Regions from separate parts of the Mus musculus genome. Here region 1 is linked to region 2. Evidence: chromatin contacts called from public Hi-C data. All regions are on one chromosome and are shown on one strand. The core of a region is the stretch at or near the end of the contact, and the rest is flanking DNA. Distances in the headings are between cores, read along the strand shown.

The links. A called contact is a pair of places that touch in the nucleus more often than the background predicts.
Region 1: a Hi-C map of cortical neurons shows a contact between it and region 2, with 2.6 times the contacts expected there. The contact joins two enhancer-like sites. A contact is called at or near these places in 4 of 484 Hi-C or Micro-C datasets (the N1E-115 cell line, cortical neurons, nephron progenitors and 1 more).

Annotation. Positions count from the first base shown.
Region 1 is chr10:106,813,086-106,819,400 of GRCm38.p6, forward strand. It overlaps Ppfia2 (protein tyrosine phosphatase, receptor type, f polypeptide (PTPRF), interacting protein (liprin), alpha 2), which reads left to right. Exons shown (of 32, transcript NM_001205341.1): 8 at 6,251-6,315. Among named protein-coding and RNA genes, the nearest start is that of 4930532I03Rik, 210 kb to the left of the region's middle. Within about 2 kb of position 2,661, at least 4 of the 459 cell types and tissues checked have an H3K27ac peak or open chromatin away from gene starts, as enhancers often do. A contact at or near this core is called in cortical neurons, where this site is marked.
Region 2 is chr10:106,607,001-106,612,811 of GRCm38.p6, forward strand. All of the region lies in intron 3 of Ppfia2 (protein tyrosine phosphatase, receptor type, f polypeptide (PTPRF), interacting protein (liprin), alpha 2), which reads left to right. Among named protein-coding and RNA genes, the nearest start is that of 4930532I03Rik, 7.4 kb to the left of the region's middle. Within about 2 kb of position 2,746, at least 40 of the 459 cell types and tissues checked have an H3K27ac peak or open chromatin away from gene starts, as enhancers often do. A contact at or near this core is called in cortical neurons, where this site is marked.

The DNA of each region.
Region 1 (6,315 bases), core at 1,411-3,910, 210 kb after region 2:
TCCAAGCGATGCAATGCATTTCTGCTGCTTAATGAATTTAAAGGTTAACATTTTAAAAGAGTCTTATTTTAGTTGCCTGATTACTGTTTATATTTATTTAAAATTATCTCATCTTAAACCTAATAAAGCTTGCTGTATTAAACAAGATTTTAATGGACTTCAGGTGCACAGAATTGCAATAATAAATTTTTTTCTAATTATAAAATTACAACCATTTATATGAAATAAATACTCAAAATATGCACATAATTGAGATAGATCTATATTATTTATATACATATGTTTATGAACACACACATAACTGATCATATATATTCTATATACTTATATATCATATCTATATAACATACTGATTTTTATACACACCACACACACACACACACACACTGCAGTGCTACCTTAAGCCTGGAAGTTCTAGGAAGCTTAGAAGACAGTCATAACAAGCCATTTGGAGCATTTCTCCATGGTTTCTGCTTGAATTTCTCACTCCATGTTTCTGCCTTACTTGAGTTTCTGCCTTGACTTCTCTTGATTATTGAATATAACCTGGAAGTTCAAGATGATACAAACCCGTTCCTTCCCAAGTTTCTTTGTATCAGAGTGTTTTATCACAGTGATATGGAACAAAGACAATTATGTAAGTCTTAGCATGCCAAAGGTATTAAGGATTCCGTGATTTTAAATAGAATTTTCCCATTATAAAAGTAGGTTTGAATCATTTTACAGATTTGAAAAGTGTTTTTAAAAAGCAACTTTATTCATTTACAATACACATAAGGATTTTAACCAATCCTAAATCTGATAGGGGACTAATATCCAATATATACAAAGAACTCAAGAAGCTGGACTCCAGAAATTCAAATAACTCCATTAAAAATGGTGTACAGAGCTAAACAAAGAATTCTCAACTGAGGAATACCGAACGACTGAGAAGCACCTGAAAAAATGTTCAACATCCTTAATCATCAGGGAAATGCAAATCAAAGGAACCCTGAGATTCCACCTCACACCAGTCAGAATGGCTAAGATCAAAAATTCAGGTGACAGCAGATGCTGGCAAAGATGTGGAGAAAGAGGAACACTCCTCCATTGCTTGTGGAATTGCAAGCTTGTACAACCACTCTAGAAGTCAGTCTGGAGGTTCCTCAAAAAATTGGACATAATACTACCGGAAGATCCAGTACTCCCTCTCCTGGGCATAAACCCAGAAGATGTTCCAACTGGTAATAAGAACACATGCTCCACTATGTTCATAGCAGCCTTATTTATAATAGCCAGATGCTGGAAAGAACCCAGATGTCCCTCAACAAAGAAATGGATACAGAAAATGTGGTACATTTACACAGCTATTAAAAACAATGAATTTATGAAATTCTTGGGCAAATGGATGTATCTGGAGGATATCATCCTTAGTGAGGTAACCCAATTACAAAAGAAGTCATTAGATATGCACTCACTGATAAGTAGATATTAGCCCAGTAACTTAGAATACCCAAGATACAATTTGCAAAACAGAAGAAAATCAAGAAGAGGGAAGACCAACGGGTAGATATTTCATTCCTCCTTAGAACAGGGAACAAAATACCCATGAAAGGAGTTACAGAGACAAAGTTTGGAGCTAAGATGAAAGGAGGGACTATCCAGGAACAGTTCATAGAATAAGGTGTGCTTAGTCCCTCAGAGCCCTGGGCTGGGGGTGGGGTCTGTTTGGGGTCTGTTTGGTTGATACTGTTGTTCTTCCTATGGGGTTGCATACCCCTTCAGATCCTTCAGTCTTTTCTTTAAACCACTAACCAAAAAATTCCCATGGAGGGACCCATGGCTCCAGCCGTATATGTAGCAGAGGATGGGCTTGTTGGGCATCAGTGAGAGGAGAGGCCCTTGCTCCTGTGAAGGCTTGATGCCCAGTGTAGAGGACTTCGAGGGCGGGGAGGAGGGAGAGGGTGAGTGGGTGGGGGGGCACCCTCATAGAAGCAGGGAGACAGGGAGGGGATAGGGTGTTTCAGAGGGGGGACTGGGAAAGGGGGTAACATTTGAAATGTAAATAAAGAAAATAGCCAAATGAATGAATAAACAAACAAACAAACAAACAAAGGTAGGCAACTGTGACCTCTTGCATTATGCAAATATCTGAACAACGACTGAAAAGAGAACACTAAAGAGCAATTCAGAGATGAATTTCAGGGGAGGCTGGTACTGTTTGTTAGGTGTGTAGTAGCTATGATAGTTTTACAGGGTTTTAAATTTTTAAAAAAAGCATCTTGGAACTGAGAAAAATACAAACCTTTACCAACAAAAAGCACTGCTTTTAAAAAGGTATATGCATGTGTCACAAGAGTTGAAAGCTTTTTTTTTTTTTAATTGTTAAATTGTAGCTGTAGAGGCACAGAGACTTGTGAGGCAAATGTGTAACTCATGCCTCAGACGCAGATCCACTTAGGTAGCCAATGGGCAGGGAGAGCCTGGCAGTTGGGTTTTAAAAGGGGCTATTTTCTGGTTTTAGTGATGCTTCTTAGGAACAAAATTGCACATGGGAGGAGGATACATTTACATTTTTATTCAAATGCTTCTTAATTTATGGAGGGTTGGAACAAACTCATGCTGTTAAGGGAGTGTCTTAGGGGAACAAGCTGTGCTGCTTTGATCTTCCCAGACCTTCCTGTTTATGCTTGGTTAGGATCTTTCTCTTTCTGAAAATCATCTCCTCCTCTGCCGTCTCTGTTCTCTAGATGCAGAACTTGAACTTAGCATCTATGGGACAAAATTTCTCATTTCCTTGCTTTTCGTCCTTCCCATATTTCTTTTCTCCCCTTCATTTCTCCAATCTATCCATCCTTCCTACCGCTGTTTTTCTTCTTCCCTCCATTCCTTCCTTGCTTTGTCATTTATTCCCTTTGTCATTTCTTCCTTCTTCTTATCTCCCTTAGTTTCCTCTCTCCCCTATCTCTCCCTCCCTTTCTCTCTCTCCATTCTTTTCTTTCTACTCATAGGCCCACCCCTGCTTGTGTACTGTATTGATGACTGAATTCAGGTCCTTGTATATGCACTGTATGTGTTTTTCACCAAAGCCGATATCCCAATCATTCCATTAATTGAAAAATAGTTCCTGTATATTCTTTCCTGATAATTTAGTTATCAGGAAAGAATATCATGATAATTGCATTGCCCTGCCTGAATATCCAATTCACTTGAAAGTTTTAACTGCTACTCACATATGCAATCGATCACTAAAGCATGCTCCTTCCATCAAACTGAAACATTGCATTTTTGGATTAATGTATTCTTTTTCTAATGAGCCTTCCTTTCTCTCTGAATTTTCGTCCTATCACTCTCTTATACTTTGTTACCTTTGTTTGACTTTGCATACACATGAAATTCTGCATATAACCAAGATTATGTTGTTACCAATTTTCTGGTTCATCATATTTATAATCTCTTCCAAGTTCAATCATGGTACATAAAATGGAAAGGCTCTTCGTTGTAGAGTCAGTATTATATTAGCATATAACCACATTTTCTCTACTCATCTGATCAGTTAGGAAGCACTTTGATGTCATATGTTGAGTGTTATGAGTAATACTACATTGAATAACAAGGTAGAGATGGCATAGTAAAATTCTCCTTTGTATATTTAGTAATACACTGAACAGCGAGCTCACTAGATTACATGCAATTCTATTTTTTATTATATTGATACCTTATCACATTCCATAATGGCTGTATAACTTATATTCACTTAATGTAAATTCTTGCCAACATGTGCTGTCCTCTAACATTTGTATACCAGGCATTAGAATAATCATGAGATAATTTTTCATTGTGGTTTCATTTTGTACCTCCCTTGATGATTTCTAATGTTGGAACTATTTTCGTAAATCTGGTCATATATAACTTTTATTTTAAGAAATGTCTTTCTGGATTTTTTGAAGATTTCTCCATATATTTTTTTTAGTCTTTTGTTATTGAGTTCTCTGCTTTCTTTAAATATTTTCATATTTTTTAAAAGAAATTTTTGAAAAATAGATTTCCTACTTACTAGACAGCTTTCCCAAAAAGGAGAAATGACTGCTTCAACATATTTGACCTTTTTCAGCTTCCTCCACTGTGTATTGTACATATATAATGTTTAAGTTTTGATAATGCAGAAATCAGAATTTCAGAGGGATCATATAAGTTATGTTATTTCAACCAAAAATGTAAATTTTATTCGTATGAATGTCATGAAAACTAAAACCTGTAATTTTGGTGTCCCATTCATCACTCTATAAAAATACGTTGGGAGAAGAATGGAGTCCTGAGTAAAGAAGGAAATATGGGGAGGGCCTACTGTCATTCAAAGATCCTTGACAAGTCATATGGAAACCTACTACTATAGGTTTCTAGAATTTATAAGTATATGAAAGAATTTTAAATGCAGTCACTCTAGGATGGAAAAGACAACGCCTCAACTAGACATCTACAACCACCAAGAGCTAACAGTGCTAGTAATGGATTACATCTTGTTGAATAGTTGCCTGAAATTGTCCTAAGATTGCCTAAGCATCATCAGAGATGGTCAACACTTTTGCTTACCATTCACAGACTGATGATAAGGCCCTACTGCAGAAAATACGATGTAATTAGGTTATACAACATGAAATAAAGTTGGTGCCCAGCTTGAAACTTAACTTCTAGTGACTTGTTTTCATGGTTCTAGAATGTACTTTCACACTACAGGAGGAGAAAAATAATCATCAAATAATACCATGATAAAGATCCTGAAATCTACAACAAGAATCTGACTACAAGATATTCTGGTACAGTGATGGAACAGAAGTTATAGGAATAATCAGACAATATTTTATTGATTTAAGGCCCATTGTATGAGATGGAACCAAACCCAATATTGATAAAATGGTCAAGAACCTGAAGCTACATAAGTGATGGTCTCTAAGGAAAATGCTAATACTATTATTCTGCTAAAAATATCAATAAAGTGACTCCTAATGACATATTGCTATTTGAATAAATCATTTCACCACATAGCCCTTAGTAGAGAAACTTTGTTTTTATAGTAGATGCTAAAATGGACACCCACAACTGGACATTATATGCAAAGTGAAAGATTTTGATACATACAGACCGAAATGGGATTTCTTTATCAACTGGTCCCATTTTCAGTGCTGGGGAATCTATGTGGAAGAGGAGGGAGAACTATTGTGAGAACCAGAAGTGTTTAATGACTCAAAGGAAGAGACACCATCCATACATAACAGGACTGATGCACATATGAACTCATAGAGACTGTAATGTCACATATATGATGCCCAAATTTAAATTAGATAATCTCAGTCCTGTGAAGGTGAATTGGAAACAAAGTTCCATCCTTAAACAAGAAGCTCCTTGTAATCGACACCTTCTGGGAATTGGAAAATCAATATTCTCCAATGGAGTGACATTAAGTATTCCAACCACCCTCTAACGTGGGCCCTGTGCCTAGGAGAAGTTGGCCAGCATAAGGAAATCAGGATCACATGTTTTCAAGCGTTGGGTAGGTTTGGGGTGGGAGGATCTGGGAATATTTTGGGGAAGCAAAAGAACATGATCCAGATAAACTGTTTAAAGTGTATGAAATATTTTATTTCAAACGCAAAGTGAAATAAAGTCTGTGAAACTCAAAAGAATTTGGATCAGAAGTGAAAACATTACATACTTTATATCCCTATCTATTAATTAAATCAATGTGCTATATGTCTCACATATATTTGTGGTCTGTCTTAAATCACGTATAATATAGATTTCTCATATATACTTTATAAAATTATCGTGCAAATGCATCTATCACCCTAATTAAAAAACTACTGGTTTGCTTTCATATTTTAAAAATATCTATTTTCTGTGTGTGTGTGTGCGTGTGCGTGTGTGTGTGTGTGTGTGTGTGTGTGTGTGTGTGTGCACGTGCAGGTTCTTGTGCAGTCCAGAGGGAGGCAAAAGATCCCCTGGAATTAGGGTTACATGGGGCTATAAGCAGAACACTTTTCAGGTCCTCTATCTGAGCAGAACTGCTCAGCCACCTATCTGGCTCCTCCATGCCATTTTTCTTTATCTATTAATATCAGTACTCCCCAATTCATAGTTTCTCACCAACACTAGTTTGTTTCAGAATTCTTATTTCTCATTGTGAAGACATTTTTGTTTTCATTTTACCTCTCATCCTTTGGGTTATGAATAAAGAAGATCCTAAGTGCCATGCTTTTGTCTCTTCCTGCAGCGTCTATCCAATGGCTCCATAGATTCGACAGATGACACCAGCCAAATCGTCGAGCTGCAAGAATT
Region 2 (5,811 bases), core at 1,496-3,995:
AATGTGCAAAACTGGAAGCAGTGTGGCCTTGCCTTCTGTAAGGTGTGCCCTAACTTGCTGGGTTCTGAAACGTGAGTGTACTGGTGATAGGATCTCATCTTTGTTACACCCAAGCCTCCCTGCTTTCTTCACAATTTTAAAAAGTCCGGTCCCTCAGTTGTTAGGAAGTTTTTATGAGTTATTGAATATATTTACTGTAATTTAATTATTTCATACATTATTCAATATACTAACAAATGAAAGGAAGGGTATGCAATGGAGAAGGTAGTAGACGGCATAGATGATGGTATTTAAAGATTAGAGGTATTCATCTCGTTCCAGTTAAGACGACTTTCTTTATGAGAAAATTAAAAATGACAGCAAATTCTGGCAGAGATACAAATAAGAACAAATGCTACAGAGCGAGCAACCCTGATCACTGTTAGTAGGGGCATAAAATCCTGAAGCAGGTATGACGCTGTCTCCTCAAGCCAATATTAATCTATCATAACACCCACCTGTACCACTGCTGAATGCCAACCCCAAAGATTCCAAATCTTATCACCAGGACACTTGCATCTGGGTTTGCCCATCTATGTATTGCTGCTCTACTCACAAAAGAAAGGGATGGAAATCTACCTGGCTGTCCATTAACAGCTGGTTAAAACGTGGCCCGATGTGCACAACAGAAAGAAAATAAAATTATGACTGTATGGCGTAGGCAGCCAGAGCCCTTTCTCCTTAAATAGAATAGACTGCTTCAGATCCCTCAACGTGTAATGGGAAGGCAGGAAGGAAGGAAGTAAAAGAAGGAAAAAGGGATGGGAGGGAGGGAGGAAGGAAGGGAGAAAGGAAAAAGGGAAGGAGGGAATGAAGGAAGGAGGGAAAGATGGGGGAAGGGAAGAAAGGAAGGAAAGAAGGCAGGAGGGAGGGAAAGAGGAAAGGAAAGAGGTAGGGAGAGAGGGAAAGGAGAGAAGGAAGGAGGAAGGTAAGAAGGAACACACTGTAGTATTAAGGTAAAGGGGTCAAAGAAAAGGAAGCGTTGCATATTGAATACTGGGAACGTTTTGTCAGCTGGAATGCAGAATCATCTCACATGATTCTTATCATACACTGTCATGTGTCCCCAAGTTATCACTTTACAAATCAAGACTCTAAGCCTGATGAGAGCAAAACAAAGGTAGCCCAGATTCATCTAATTCTCAACAGCTTTTGTGTCTGACCATATTGGTATTATTCATCATGCCATCGTTGAGAACAGAAGCATGATCCTGGGAGCTGGCTCAGGCTATTCTCTGGGTAAGAGTACCCACCTGACCGTGAGTCTTGGAACACACATTGGAATGTGAGCACCAACTCCTGAAATCTGTCCTCCATGTGTGCTGTGGTTGGTTTGCATCTGCAGACACACACACACACACACACACACACACACACACAAACACACACACATTAATGATAACTGAAACTGTCTTTTTGTAAAAACAAAACAAAACAAAACAAAACAGAAATTCTCAGTTAATTATGTTACATAACTAAAATATTTATATAATAACTTTAGTCTTTCATCTATATAATGTTATACCTATCTCACTAGAATTTTAGTCTGTAATATCAACTAATTATGATAACTTTTTGCATTCATAAATGCTCATTATTTAATCAAATAAACTCTTCTCTATTTGCTATAATATGTTGAATAACTTCACTGTATCATGTACAAATTTTAAAAATATCATGACTTTGCTTATTATTCAAGTGAAGGTATATTTATAAAAATTTAACTTAATGTAAAGTTAATTTTTGATATATACACAATATATATTATGAAGAAAAGTAAAATAACAGCATGGAACACCTTTAAAATATTTATTTTAGATTTTGAGATTATGATATGATTCCATATTTCATGTCCTTTTTTCTCCTTCAAAACTTTCAATAATACCTCTCCTTGTTTTTTTTCAAACTCATGACCTCTGTATTCACTCATCATTGTTGTGTGTGTGTGTGTATATATATATATATACACACACAATGATGTTGCTATATATGTGTGTGTGTATATATATATATATATATACACATATACATGTGTGTATATATGTATATGTATCTACAATAAGCCTTTATACATAAATACAACCTATCCTGTAAGTTGTCTGTATAAATGATGGATTATTCCAGTACTCATAGTATTTGTTATTAGCTAATTTCTTTTTTTTTTTTTGTAGTAGTAGTAGTAGTATCACATTTGGCCACAAGAGGGCAACCAATGAAAACATTTTAAAATTTAGAAAATCTTCGTGGGTGTTCTCTTAGATTTAGTGAAGGCAGCACTGATACCAAATTTAGCAATGGTTACTGCATCAATCTATAAAGTCATTGTATCTCTTCTAGGCGGCATAAAGAATGTTCCAACTTATTGAAATTTAATGTCTTACTCAAAGAAAGAAAACCTGCAGAGAAAAATGAGCCCTACCCATTCCTGTTGGTTGTGGTGTTGATTGACAGCTAGCAACAGATACGCCCCGTGTATGTCTGAGACTGATGTCCGATTATATGTTTCTAGTTGTGCTGCCTTGGATCAAATAACAATTGGCAGTTCTGTGAGAAGGTTGTTAATAAAGGTTATTTATTAACGATTGTCATGAATTTTGTTCACCCTTTTGTGACCCTTTGTGGAAGGGGGCTTGTAGTATTGCCCTGGTTAGTTCCATGAGGCAAGTAAAAGGGACTGTCTGGCAGAAAGAGAATAAGTCTTGAGGAAGACAAAAGGCCAGAAAGAGGAAAGGAAAACAAAACAAAAGAGTTCTTTGTTGGCTGGGTTGGGAGAACAAAACAGAGTTCCAAGTCAGTAGTGAATGGGGGTGGGGCTGTGGAGTAAACATTTAATAAGACCCCTGGGCTCTCCCATGTCTCCGGATGTTTGATGTTTTTTCCTGAGCTGGATTTTTCTCAACACAGCTTTTCTCTGGAAGACAAAGGAACCAGCACTCTGAGACCGCAGCGCTTTGAGCTCTGTCCCCACCCATATCTTCTAAGTTCCCTCACACTAACAATACCATTACCTACTTTCAAACAAGTCTCATAATAACCAAAGCAAAAAAAAAAAAAACAAAAAAAAAAAACAAAAAACAGGATCCATTATGGATTAAAACATGTTGATAGGAAAGAGGAGACTGATTATGCAGGCGTGTACTGCTGATGCTCATATAATAGACCATAAAATAACCATGTTTTACATCAACGAGGAGAAAAATATTTACAGGATACAGGATAATTTACAATGAATACTTCAAAAACCACTTGCTCCCCCTCCCACCTTAGCACTCACCAAACATTGTATTCCATTGGAAATGCACCTAGCTTTTGCTCTTAGGAAAATGATGGAACAGTGTCCCCTAATTGAATTTTTGAAAGCAGGTGTCCTTCATGATAGGATCGCTGTTAGTCTTGCCAAGAACAGCATGTTCAGTTCCAAATTACACTTTTATTAATTTCATTATTGTTTGAAGTGCTTCCCTGGCAGCCTGACTCAAAGTGTGTGTGTGTGTGTGTGTGTGTGTGTGTGTGTGTGTGTGTGTGTGTGCATGCATGTCTGTCTGTTTGTGTCGCTCTGTCTCTCTCTGTGTGTATGTATACATATATGTGTGTGTGCATGCATGTATATATATGTGTGTATGTTTATATATTTTTTCGTGTATTTGGTGTCTATATATATGTGTGTGTGTGTGTGTGTGTGTGTGTGTGTATCTGTGTGTGTAGTATGTTGTATGTGTTTATATATATGTGTATATTTGTATGTGTATGTGTGCGGGTATATATGTGTGTGTACATATATGTGTTGGGTGTATATGTATGTATGTATATATACATATATATTAAATGTCATGTGTATATGTATGTGTGCATATTATTATACATATATATAATGTCATGTGTATATGTGGTATATATGTGTGTGTATCTGTGTGTGTCTGTGGTGTGCAAGAGAGAGAGAGACTGAGACAGAGACCAAGACACACAGAGGAAAAGATTCTATCTGTTTCTCAACATGTTGATTTTATTACAGGATATAATAATAATCAAAGTTTGACCTTATAAATTTTAATTTGGGTGTGATCATTTTGGATTGAATATTTTATAGGATTATACATACATCTCTAGTTTTATAGAGAATTACTTCAAATTTTGATATATTATAAGCTGACATACTCTACATCAACAGAAAGTTGTCCTTTGATATTGTTTGACTCTCAGATCTGGAAAATACCTTCTTTTTCTATCAGTCGAGAACACTTTCTGTGAGCTTTTACACCTTTTTATTTTTCTTTTTGTCCTTTAACCTGGAATCTTCTGTATTATTTAATGTTTCTGTAATTAAGGACATGCAAAGCAAATTATTACCAACCATTTTGTAAATGACAGCAACATGAGTTGATTATCTAAAGACCTATGGGTCAAACTTACAGAAATAACAAACACCAGCTTTTTTTTATCTGGCTCAGGAAACTGGGTTTTGCTCAGTGTGGTAAGACCTGGCAGGACACTAATTGCTTTTGGTAACTGCTTGTCTCTTTTTCTAAGACATATCCAAAATTCTCTTTTTTCAGAGAAATCTATGGAATAGTACATAACATAATTGCATGGAGTGAAAAATTTAAAAGAGAATAATCAGGAAATTATAAAATGCACAGGCAACGCAAGAAATTATAATAATGCAAATATAGCCAAAATATTTTTAGTTAAGTATCTAAAATTTAAATTATACTCCACTTTTTCAACTGTTAGAGTCTTAAGAACCCACTCGGGCTCCGTGTGGTGCTAATCCTACCCTTTAGGAGATGGAGGAAGGAAGTCAAATGTTCAAGATCATCTGAGACATGAGGAACCTTGTTTCAAACAAGAACAGACAACAAAAAAGATAGGCTGGGTGCATTGCTACACTGGGTAACAGCCTTTGATCCACGGCTTTGAAATTTGAGTGTTAGGGAAACTAGACATTGCACAAAGTAGCAAAGATGCAGCGAGCCAACTCATGCTGTCATACTTCAAGTTAGGTAATTACATATATTATGGTTTGTTTGCATTTTATTGTATGTTTGTGTGCCTGCATGTGCCATTGAAAAACTGTACACTGATGATCACTAAACCATCAGAAGTTTGAGATTAACAGATGGCATCCCCATTGCCTAAGAGAAAAGCAAAGTAGAAGGGAGAGGAGACAAAAGGAGCAAGGCCTGAGTGCAAGTAACAAGAAAATGATGACCAGACCATGAAGTAAAGAAACTCGAGTCTGCATCTTGCGTTCTGCTCCAATGCACAATCAAGAAACAAGAGGCTTCTCGCCCATCATTTCCTTATTCCTGCTAAAGGATTCTTCAGACACATGCTCAGCTACCATGCTCCAAGCGTGAACAAGCTGGTCTGTGTTGGGCTTTGTCTTGTCATGAAATGTAGGAACACTTCCTCTCAGTTGGTACTGACAGTGAAATCTTCACTCTTTGTTTTAAAAAATTCTTTAGTCTTATTAGCATATATTAATACATATAACAACAGGTTTCATTAAGCAAACTCATGTTTATAGTGTATTTTGAGAGTACTGGCTCCCCCTTAATCTTTCTTTTCTCTCTTTCACATCTACTGATCTTGTTTGACTTCCAAAGGAGTCCTACTTCAATTTCATGCCTTTCCCTCTTTCTTTCTTTTGTGTGTGTGTGTGTGTGTGTGTGTGTGTGTGTGTATTTGTGTATGTCTGTATGTGTGTATATTGTCTATCTTTTATCATGCCACTTCTATATTTATAATTTTATTTCTTTAATTTTGAGTCAT